Regions from separate parts of the Mus musculus genome. Here all the other regions are linked to region 2. A link is a contact called in public HiChIP or PLAC-seq data. All regions are on one chromosome and are shown on one strand. Each heading gives the region's core, a stretch centred on a gene start, on an enhancer-like site or on the middle of the called end of the contact. The rest is flanking DNA. Distances are from core to core; before and after follow the strand shown.

Region 1 (3,562 bases), core at 192-2,691, 98 kb before region 2:
GATTTATTCTAGTTGCTTTCAGCTTAGCAGAGCACCTCGGACTTCAGTCCAGACTTAAAGAATTTGCAGGTCCTTCTCTTACTCCAAATCCCAGGCAGAGACTTTCCAAGCCAACAGTGACCTAGTCACTCAATCTGTGTGCATATGAACAGGGAAAACTACCTAAAAGTAAGAAATATGGGCCCTTTGTAAAATACATATAACAGAAACATTTAGGTACTGCGTCCAGAATGAGAAAGCAATACAAAGCAGTAATTAACTAAAGCAGAAGACACAAGTACTGCACAGGCTGTAAGAGCTTTCAGCGTCTTCTTGTTCCTTAAAACTTTAGCCCTTTCTCATGCATGCATGTGATACACATACATACACTCAAGAACAGACAGGCACACATAAAATTAATTAATTTAAAAAATTCTAGCCCTTAGACCTTGATCCACATAATTACTATGACACACTCCTATAGTACATTTTAATCCACGGTTTGATATTCAACATCAGTGAACACTCACCCAAATTTCCTTAAGAAATCACCCCTCGCCATTCTCGGCCATGGGTCTGGAGTAGGAACTATCAGATAAACCTCTATAAGTGGAGACTCCTTAGCCCAAGAATTTCCTATGCAGCCAGTCTCTGGCAAACTAAAGCGATAAATGGCAACATGAGCTGACCTGCTGGGAACTGAAGGCCTGCCTTCTTCCCATGGTGGGGGAGTAGGCTGTGTTCACAGAAGCAGGGCATCGGAAGAGTAGTATGTGGTTGTGGAAATAAAGACCAACACAATGTGAAGCAAGCAGGCATGGGAGAGAAGGAGACTAGGGTCTTTAGTGACGTTATTTCAGCCACAAGACCAACATCAGTCCAACTGTGCACTTGCAGAGTTCTATAGGCCAATGGACTCTCTTTACTTTTTGAAGACAATTTGAAGCAAGTTTCTATTACAAAAAAAAAAAAAAAAAAGGACCAAAATAAAAGAAGGAAGAGGAGGAAAGAGAGTAGAACAGGTCCAGGGTGTGGGTGGAGGTGGGGAGATAGAGACCAAAACTGATCCTGCTATGTCACCTTCTCTAGGAGTGAAGGAGGAGGTACAGGAACTCTTAGCAAGCCACAAAGCCACATAACTACTGAAAAACCTTTAAGTACAGAGTCACTTTAAGGTACTGAATCTTTTTACAATCATGTGGGAGAAAACCTACAAAAAGAATGAATGTATTTTCACTAACCCTACAATAAACAAAAAAGAAAAAGTAAAAGTAGAAACAGACGGCCATACTTTTATAAAGTATGAGTCATTTAATGAACTTAAAACACATCTGCAGTAGGTATCTAAGATGCTCCCCGTCCTAGAGCTTTTCAAAGATGAAGACGCCATTTGTCTCAGTGAGTAATAAGGCAGCCTTCCAGAGAAACGAGCAGAGCCGCTAAGGCTGTAAGGAATGAACTGGCTGAGACCAGATAAGGACCCTTTGATCGTTGGCATGTAACTTGGGGCCATAGAGAACAATCTGCATCTGGCCTTTCTTGAGAACGGAGCTTGGTGCGGTGTTCATTGACTTCATGGTCCCTTACCCAGCAGATATTTTTACCTCTGCTCCACTTAACTAGAGCACATGCAGCACGTTCGAGCTGTCTGGTGGTGGTGTCACATGAGTGCTGGCTATATGCCAAGCTGGGAATGTGTGCCTTGGAGCAGAAAACCTTTATATCTTCTGCAAACAATCTCTCTCTCTCTGGAGACCTAAAATGGGCCCCACAGAGCAGCCACACTGACTGCACTCAAACCATATATCAACGTAGCAGTACATAGTGAACACTGTTTAATGAACTTTCGCTTCTTCAAACTTGTCATCCCTCTCCAATCCCCAAACCCAAACCTTACCAGTTCTTTCAACACTGTGGTGAACCTCACAATCAACCAAAGAAAGGCATTTGTTCCAGAGCTGTCATGAATAATTACACAGTTCCCCAGGCCAATGAACTGCTTCAGAAACCTTAGCCAGGTTTTCCCATTCCAAGGTACCAATATCTAATGCTAGTAACCCACTAACAAACAAACAAAATGGGATCTCTTTTCTCACAACCACCATTTCTTTTAAAAAAACAAACAAACAAAACAAAAAACAAAAAAACCAACTCTTCCAGGTTGCCCAAGCTAGTAATCATGGCAAGAAAAGTGGAGGCAGAAGAATTTGGTGATGAGGGCTAGCCTCTGCTACTCACCAAGACCCTGTCTCAAAACGAAACAACCAAGCAACAAAACAAAACAGGGATTATGGATATAGCTCAGTGGCAGAGCACCTACTTAGCATGCACCACAGGCACTGAGGTGTCAGGTAAAGGGACAATCTCTCAAAGAAGGTTGTCACTTCATAGTCTTCACTAACCAGACGATCCTGATCTCCTGAAGCAAGTATGACAGCCTTGGGTGTCTTCAGAACAATGTGGATGTATCTTTGAAAGGCAAGCTCATGGGTCCTATCATTGAAACATGGATTTAATAAGCCCAGATGATACTTACCCTTTGGGTATACAGAACTTATTCTGTATTCTGAACCATAGTCAGGCATTTCATAGCAAGGAAGAAAATTTAACCATCTTTATAACAATCTGACTTATTGTTTTACAATGATTCCTTAAACCCTCCTATGAGCCCCTCTGATGTCAGGATGGCTAGTCTCCCTTCTGGACTTTTCGACTACTTGTCCCACATGTTTCTCAGGAAGAGAATTTGTTTATAGAAAACGTGTCTCACAATCAAAGATTTCTAGCAAGTATTAACTCCTGGAATCCAGGGCTACCTAACCTAGAGCAGGGTGGGAAGTGGGTATGATATATTTCAATAATGTAGAGCCAGACAGAGTGGCATATACTTACAATCCCAATATATGGGAGGGAGAAGCAGGAACTCAGTTAAAGGTCAACCCTAACTATGTAGCAAGTTCAAGGCCAGCAATGGCCTACATTTGAGGTCCTGTCTTAGGGAAGGGAGAGCCAATTAATTCTACTCTTGGTAGTTTCTGCCTCTCCCACAGCTCTTTATTACCTGTTCCCCTCTTTTGCCTGGATATGGAATATCTTCTAGACCTCTCCTGAGGCCCGAGCATTCCTGGTTTAATATCATCCATGCCCCAGGAACAAAAGCACCAACTATGGTGTGATCATTCTTAAATTGGTCATATTTATTTGCATTTAATTTTAAATCATCATCTTTTTATTCAAATATTTTTGTGATGGCCCAAATAATATTAAGGAGTTACAGTACACTTCCAAATTGGCAGCTGTGTCCTACGGACATGCTTCCTTTTACCCGCACAGCATCTTTATTTGAAGATCTTTAGACAAGGCAGGCACACTTTGGCAGGTCACAGTCCCCACTAATTCTCACAGCACTGAATCACCTTCTTCACTCATCAGTGTGACTTGACTGGTCCCTTCAGATGCCTGAGTTTATAACCCCTGTGGTTAAGACTTTAGGACATTTCCTAAAGAGAACTATGGCTTAGTTCCTATCTTGGTTCCTTCATTTACATTACAGACAGTGAATGTTTATTAGTTTTGTGTTTGC
Region 2 (3,534 bases), core at 796-3,295:
CCAACTCATAGTAAAATTAATGTTCTTGCCATGGGTGTTCCTCACAGCTCATCATTCCTTTAACATAAAGTGTGTGTTCCTGTATGGACTCCCGGTGTCCAATGCCAAAGGCTTTCCTTTGAGCTTCAGGACTCCCCTAGACTATTTCTTCTACCCAAAACTTCCTCTTCTACTGTCTTTTAATTCCCACAGCAGAATATGCTTGTTTTAAACATACTCATTTTTGCTCTACAAACTATACAAAAAAATGTTTTCACTGTAAAAAAATATATAATAAAAATGAAACTCCAATTACCCCCTCTCTTCCTTTCTAGACTTAACTACTGTGATGAAACTTAATATGTATCTTTCTTAATAAGCTTTCTCCGTGCACTCAGACATACATATGAAAACATATACACTTACACATATATAAGAGAGAACTTTTCTACAAAGACACAATTATTCTGTCTTTTATTCTATAGACTGGCTCTGCCTTCTTGGCATTCAGATACAATCAACAGTATTTTAGCTTGAGTCTTTGGAAACCTGGACAGTACATACAAGTCGTTGGTATGAAGTTATTGCAATCAGAACACAGTTTCCAAGAGCATCAACAACTACTTACTGAGTAACTACTTTGTGCCAGTTAAAGGTGTGCAGTGTAAAACAAAACAGGCATCGTCCCCGGGGGGGCTAAAAGTCTTCAATAAAAACAACACTAACAGCAGGTACGATGGCTCACACCTGTAATACTAGCTCTCAAGAGACTAAAACAGCACGGTTTGTGTGAGTCTGGAACCAACCTGGGCTACATAATGAAATTCTCTCAACATTCCCACAAGAAGGCAATCAGGCAGGAAGGCAGGAGACGAAATGAAAGAAGTAACTAGAACTCATCCTGAGGATGCAATCCAAGGCATACACATCCCACACATCCCAGTGGAAACCCTCAGCATCATTTTTTTATTGTTATCTGAAGCTTTAATATAATATTTTTTCGTTCTTTGAGAATTTTATAAAATGTTCTTTTGATCATATTCACTTCCTGCTCTTCTCCCTATCCCCTCAACCCCTTGACCCTACTCCCAACTTCCCGTCATCTTCATTTAAGTCCACTGAGTATAAATTGTGCCATCCATATAGTCACAGGTATGAAGCCATCCACTGAAGCATGGTTGGCTCACCAAGGGCCACATCCTTAAAGGAAACTGACTATCTCACACCCAGAAGCCACCATGTCAATAGTTCCTTAGTTAGAAAAGAAAGGCTCAAGAGCTGTTTCCTCTCCACGCTAGAATATTCGTCGGCTTAATGTCTTGCTGATCTTATACAAGTAACCACAGCTATTGTAAGTTCCTAAGCACAGAGGCCCTCCCATGTCCAGACAATACTGTTTTGCTCTGGCCCTCCCTGACTTCTGGCTCTAATCACCTTTCTCCTTTTAGAGGGAGGGAAACACAGATATTCCGTTTGTGACTGAGTCCTCCACTAACACTCTCTGCACTTTGACCAGTGTTGAGTTTCGATGTTAACCACCACGTGCTGCAAAGACGCCTCTCTGCTGGATCCTGAGAGCTGTACTCTATTATCTATAGAGGTAGAGGTGAGAGCAGTAAATACCACGTCCACTTAGGAGAACAGCACTAATGGGCTCACCCCTGGGGAAGGTGAACCCCCCACCAGACCCAGGTCCTTGGCAAGATTACAGTACCAGGCATGCACTTCCTCTCATGCTCATGGAGAGGGCCTTAACCCCATCAGAAAGTGCAGCCCCAGAATAACCAAGCCACTACTGTACCCACAGGCATATCCTGCCACTCCAGGCATCACTGCAGCTCAGTGTTCAAGGCTTAGGCTGCTGCTGATTTTCCCCCAGCAGCCTACACAGAACCTTCTAGTACCATGAAAGCTAAGCCAGCAGGAAGGAAGCTTCGTGGTCAGTACAAACTTTATTTCTCCATGTCCAGTAATCAATGTGTGTGGTGCCTTCAGCAATAACCCAACACTATTAAAGTCTATGGATACTGGGGGTTTTTTCCTACAGAAGTTCAGTTTACAAAGTAGAGACTGTAAGAAACTAACCATGACCAAGAATGAGATGGAACAACTGTAACTATACACAATCATAAAAGCCATGTGAACAAGGCTGCTTTCTATTTAGAGTTTCAAGAAATACTAGTATTTTTGGATCGTGGGTGGCTGCAAATAACTGAAACTACAGAAAGCGAAACTTCAGATAAGGAAAGACTACTATGTAAAGATTACACTATAGCCATCAAAGCATTCCTATTACAAAGACAGCATTATTCACAGCAGCTTATACCATTGTCCTTACTGCTAGATCTAGCCCTGCTTGAGTTAACCAATAACTTGGCATGAGCTAATCATATACCCTACCTCCATAATCATAACAATATAATCACTAACTCTCCATTAAAAGGTTTTTACTCTGGAGGAAGCAGGTGCACTGAGGAATGGAAGGGAAGGCAGTACTAGGAAAGGCCCAATTTCAATACAGTTTCTTCTAGGTGTGTGTGTGTGTGTGTGTGTGTGTGTGTGTGTGTGTGTGTATTCAAGTAGGTTAATGCATGAGTGGGTGTGCATGTTCCCGTTCATGTGCCCACATGCACACATGAAGGCCAGAGGTCAATGTCACAGGTCTTCCTCTGTGACTCTCTACCTTGTTTTTTTGAGACAGGGTCTCTTGCAGAACCTGAAGCTCAACAATTTGGCTAGGCTGACTTGTCAATAAGTTCCAGAGATCTGCCTATCTCTGCTCCCCAAATGCCTGCCTGCTAGCTCTGGGGTTACAGATGTGTGCTCCCACTCCTGGATTTTATGTGTGTGCTAGGGAATCCACACTTGCATTTCATGATTTGTGTGGCAAGCACTTTACCAAGTAAGCCATTTCCCCAGACCCTTTTCTAACCTTTAAAGAAAAAATTACAGGTGAAGGAGGCTAGAGAAGAGAGTTCAACTTCACAAAAGTCAACTTAACAAAGTGAAGAATATATACTAAGTACCTTGGATTTCAACAAGGTAAGAATTTTGTGCATCAAATGATATTATCAATATTGTAAAATAGTGTCCCAAGTTACCTTTCTACAGACCATATTATACAAAATTATATGGTGAGTCGGTAAAACTAAGCACAGAATTGCTGTACAATCCAGCAAGTCCTAGAAAACAAGCTTAGAGAGTTGGACATCTTTACCAACAGCATCACTGTTCACAGCAGCCAAGAAATGCGTACAATAGACATCACTGGAAAAAGTACACAATATGATATATACACGTGAAGTTGCAGAAACACACCACAGAAAGAGAGAGAGAGAGAGAAATACTACTCAACATTAAAATGGAAAAAATTTCTGACACATACTACAATATGGATTAACCTTGAATATACCATGCAAAGTGAAATAAGCTATTCACAAAAAGATAAATAACTCTATGACTCTACTTACTTACTACCTAAAATAGTTAAACTCATAGAGACAAAGTAAATGCCATTTGTCACTGGTTGAGTGAAGGGAAGACCAGGGAGTTACT
Region 3 (3,476 bases), core at 139-2,638, 83 kb after region 2:
GCTGGGGGAGGAATTGGCGCGGTTTCACATGATTGGTCCATTTAAACATTAACAGACTGTCAGAAGGGCGGGAGATAGGGAGGCACTAGGCCAGTCAGGACATGTAACGACAGGCCTGCCCGGGCATGTCCTAGCCTGTTCTGCTATGTTCTCAGCCCCAGGTTTCAAAGCTCACAAACAACTCTTTGGGCTATTTGACATAAATTACATGAATCACAGGTCTCAAGGTTTATTTCCTTTCAGATTCTCATGAACTCACTAAAGGGTTCATGGAGAACCTCACCTAGCCCACAGCGGAGTGAAGGTCAAAGTTCCGGGGAAATTCTGATGGCCACTGCTGGAGCTCTTTACATCCTGGCCTGCATAATCAGGGGCTCTAGGATACTAGCTTCTACCCCTTCCAAGCCCTCTGACTCTTCTCCTCTGAGCTGGGAACAGAAAATCAACCTTGCTCTAACTCTCAAAGGATGGAGTCCCTATGATGGTGACCCCTTCTGTTCCTGGAACCTTGTCTGCCCCCACTCATCTAGGTCATGAGTTTCTACTACATGTAAAAGAAATGGCCTCTGATATACCATGTAGTCTGCCCTGCTGTGTTGAACACCCATTCTGCCAGGCTCTCCTGGACCCCCTGACATTGTCTGAATTAGTAGCTACAACAGTCCCATCATACAGGTAAATAGATGCAGAAAAGCTGAACAACCTGCCAGAGATCACACAACCAGTACATCAGTCAAATGGGGGTTTTGGATCTGTCTGACCCCACCCCATTTGTGCATGGTTCCACTTGAGAAAACATCTCAGTTGTGAGTTTTTCAAATGGCAGAGAGGCTTCAATACAAGTGAGAAGGCAACCCACTCACCATCCCTAAAAGATGACTGAGGTAACAAAGAGACTGAAGAGAGATTAAAAGGTCCTTCTGCATGGTGTCCCTGAAGTTTGGGATGCCTAAACCCAATCAGGTTCTCATGCCTCAGCTCCTGGACAGGGGAAGGAGGCAGAAGTGTATGCTTAGACATCAGTGCCAGAGGAGGGTAGGCCTGACTGCCAGGCCAGCCTAGAGCAACTGAGGCAGCTCCCTAAAATGATCCCTGGAAGGCAATTCCATTCCGAACCAAATGCAGAGAGCAGGGCTGACCCGAGTGCTCTAGAGCAAATCTGGCCCCCAGCACCATGTAGAAGGTAGTGGGGACCCTGACAATTTACATCTGCTCTCTCCTGAGCCCCTAGTCAAATCCTTGAAAAAGAAATGGTGTGTCATCATGTTTCAGCCATTTCTGAAACCACAAGCAGACTAAGGAATTCAGCCTGCAGTGTGGGCTCTGAATAGCTCTATGGAGGGAGAGGCCTTGAAAAGAAAAGCAAGTGGTATCTACTTGTCAGATGGAATGTGTGAAGACATCCAGGAGGAATGTGGGGGCTCTGTTCGGGTGGCTCGGGCAGTTTGGCCTCTGAATCATGCCATGTGGGTTCAGATTCCTAACAGATGAAGCCTCAGGGCTGACATCACTCTCGCAAGATCACCCGGGAGCTGCGGTGCTGCCCAGCAAGTGTTTTACCTTGGGGATTTTCCCAACCACATTTAATATCTGTCATTCCTTCCAACTCACCCATTTTCTGTCATCTGGAATTTGACAAACTAGGACTCTTATAAGCCTGTTTCATTGCTGGTACCCCCCTCCTGTAAGATGAGGCATTCTTAGAATGGCATGTGCTCTCTCTCTCTCTCTCTCTCTCTCTCTCTCTCTCTCTCTCTCTCTCTCTCTCTCCCTCCCTCCCTCCCTCCCTCCCTCCCTCCCTCCCATAGTTTCCAGGTAGCCTCAGCTCTGGTGACTTCTGATCTCTGTTGTTACACTTCAGCCTCTCACTCCCAGGACGACAGTACCTGCTTGAAACCCCCAGGCCTGCTCTGGCCATGGCCAGTTTCCTCCCATCTTCTCCATCTTTCTTACCTTCCTCAGTTTCCTGCATTTTCTCCTTCCTGTTGAGTCCCTCCTGGTTGTTGTTCCTCCCTCAGCAGTAAAGAGTCTCTGATTGTCCTTCTCAGCCTTTATCCCCTGAAAACAACAATTCCTCTGTTGTCCCCTTCTTCCCCCACACCTGCCTGAGGCAATCTAGTTCAAACTCTCTGCTCCTGTGGCAAGCATAGAGGAAATGGTACCTGCTGTGATTTGAATCCAATTGGTCCCCTCACACTCACATTCTGAGTGCTTGTCCCCCAGGGGGTGGCACAGAGGACCTGGAGGACAAACAGCCAGGCCAGCAGGTGAGTTGCTAGGCACAGGCCTTTGAAGGCTATGTCAAGCCACACACTCCTACCATGAAGTGCTTTTCTTGTCCTTACGGACCCCTGCCCCAGCCCTGGAATAATGAGGAAAACAACCCTCTCCTCCTCTTTTACTCAGTTCTTTGGTCACAGTGATGCAAAAGTAACCAACACGGTATCGCATGCAGGGCACAGGGAGAGATTCATGATCTTCGTGTTTATCCCTGACACAAGCTCTTCCCACAGGCAGTCAAGAAAGCCTCTCCGCCTGTCCTTCCTAAACCCTTCCCTAGACAAGACTAAGCAATGTCTGCCTTCCCTGTAAGGTTTCCACAGCAAACTTGAGCCACTGTAGTGCAGAATTACATGCAAGTGGTCATCCACACCCTAGCACAATCGAGGTCATAAAGAGGTGGCAGTCCTGCTATGTCACTGGAGTCCCACACAGATGACCTCGCTGAAAACTGTGCCTGTGAGCGCTGCCTTTTCTTTAAATATCGAAGAGTTGTTGACATGCCTTGAACCAAGGAGAATCAGTTTCCTCAGCTTTAACCTGAGGATGGCACAGGGTTGCTGCAGGCCTCCAAGACACTGAAAATCACAAGATGCCTCACTGCATGGCCTCTCGGCTTTGTGTGACTCACTCACTCACAGGCACTCGGGTGCAATGCAACTTGCACAACATAGAGCACAGTTTGAACTGTGCCTTCCTCCAGGGATCCTAGTGAACATCCAAGAAGTAACATCCAGGAGGCCCAGAAGAGCCTGACAATGAGGGAAGAAAAGAAAACCAGGTACTGCGGCCAGCCAGCTCGTGGTTCAAGTGAGGGTGCCGTGCTGGGGTAGTAGTCTACCATCTTTAAGCATTTCCTTCCCAGCTCCCACCTTCATCAGACAGCCCTCAGAGACTGGGTCTGAACTGGGTCAGTTCACTGATGGCACAGAACCATGATCTTAGACAAGAGCCCCAGGAAGGCAGGGAGCAGAGGAGGGAGTGGATACGTGGGGTGTTGGCCAGAGAAGGTGGTCTGAAAGGAAGGAGGGAAACAAGAGAGCAGCCTCCACAGAGCAACACTGCCTCAGGCCCAGCAGCAGAGCCCCCCTCCCCCCAATCCAGCTTGGCCCTGTCTGTCAAAATTCTCCCCTCTCAGGTCCTGGCCTTGAAGCCATCCGAGCAGCTTTGCCAGTGCGCTGCCTACACCACTAGCC

What was found. HiChIP or PLAC-seq counts read pairs in DNA pulled down with a chosen protein or histone mark.
Region 1: a contact with region 2 is called in a BATF HiChIP or PLAC-seq map of CD8 T cells, with 14 read pairs. The contact joins two enhancer-like sites. A contact is called at or near these places in 2 of 15 datasets of contacts at CTCF or cohesin (CD8 T cells and the NIH/3T3 cell line), 16 of 484 Hi-C or Micro-C datasets (the C10 cell line, CD8 T cells, DN3 thymocytes and 11 more), 6 of 115 datasets of contacts at active chromatin or transcription factors (CD8 T cells, T-cell acute lymphoblastic leukemia, cardiomyocytes and 3 more) and 3 of 9 other capture datasets (adipose tissue, liver and pancreatic islet).
Region 3: an H3K27ac HiChIP or PLAC-seq map of extraembryonic endoderm stem cells shows a contact between it and region 2. The contact joins two enhancer-like sites. A contact is called at or near these places in 4 of 484 Hi-C or Micro-C datasets (the C2C12 cell line, myocytes, reprogramming fibroblasts and 1 more), 5 of 115 datasets of contacts at active chromatin or transcription factors (the HPC-7 cell line, differentiating embryonic stem cells, embryonic stem cells and 1 more) and 3 of 9 other capture datasets (adipose tissue, liver and pancreatic islet).

The regions. Positions count from the first base shown.
Region 1 is chr5:31,809,235-31,812,796 of GRCm38.p6, reverse strand. All of the region lies in intron 4 of Babam2 (BRISC and BRCA1 A complex member 2), which reads right to left. Among named protein-coding and RNA genes, the nearest start is that of Babam2, 110 kb to the right of the region's middle. Within about 2 kb of position 1,441, at least 57 of the 459 cell types and tissues checked have an H3K27ac peak or open chromatin away from gene starts, as enhancers often do. A contact at or near this core is called in CD8 T cells, Th1 cells, memory CD8 T cells and 1 more, where this site is marked.
Region 2 is chr5:31,712,167-31,715,700 of GRCm38.p6, reverse strand. The region is part of intron 2 of Babam2 (BRISC and BRCA1 A complex member 2); the gene reads right to left. Among named protein-coding and RNA genes, the nearest start is that of Babam2, 16 kb to the right of the region's middle. Within about 2 kb of position 2,045, at least 70 of the 459 cell types and tissues checked have an H3K27ac peak or open chromatin away from gene starts, as enhancers often do. A contact at or near this core is called in CD8 T cells, Th1 cells, extraembryonic endoderm stem cells and 2 more, where this site is marked.
Region 3 is chr5:31,628,198-31,631,673 of GRCm38.p6, reverse strand. The region is part of intron 7 of Rbks (ribokinase); the gene reads left to right. The region is part of intron 2 of Gm38424 (a long non-coding RNA gene); the gene reads right to left. Among named protein-coding and RNA genes, the nearest start is that of Mrpl33, 16 kb to the right of the region's middle. Within about 2 kb of position 1,388, at least 145 of the 459 cell types and tissues checked have an H3K27ac peak or open chromatin away from gene starts, as enhancers often do. A contact at or near this core is called in extraembryonic endoderm stem cells, where this site is marked.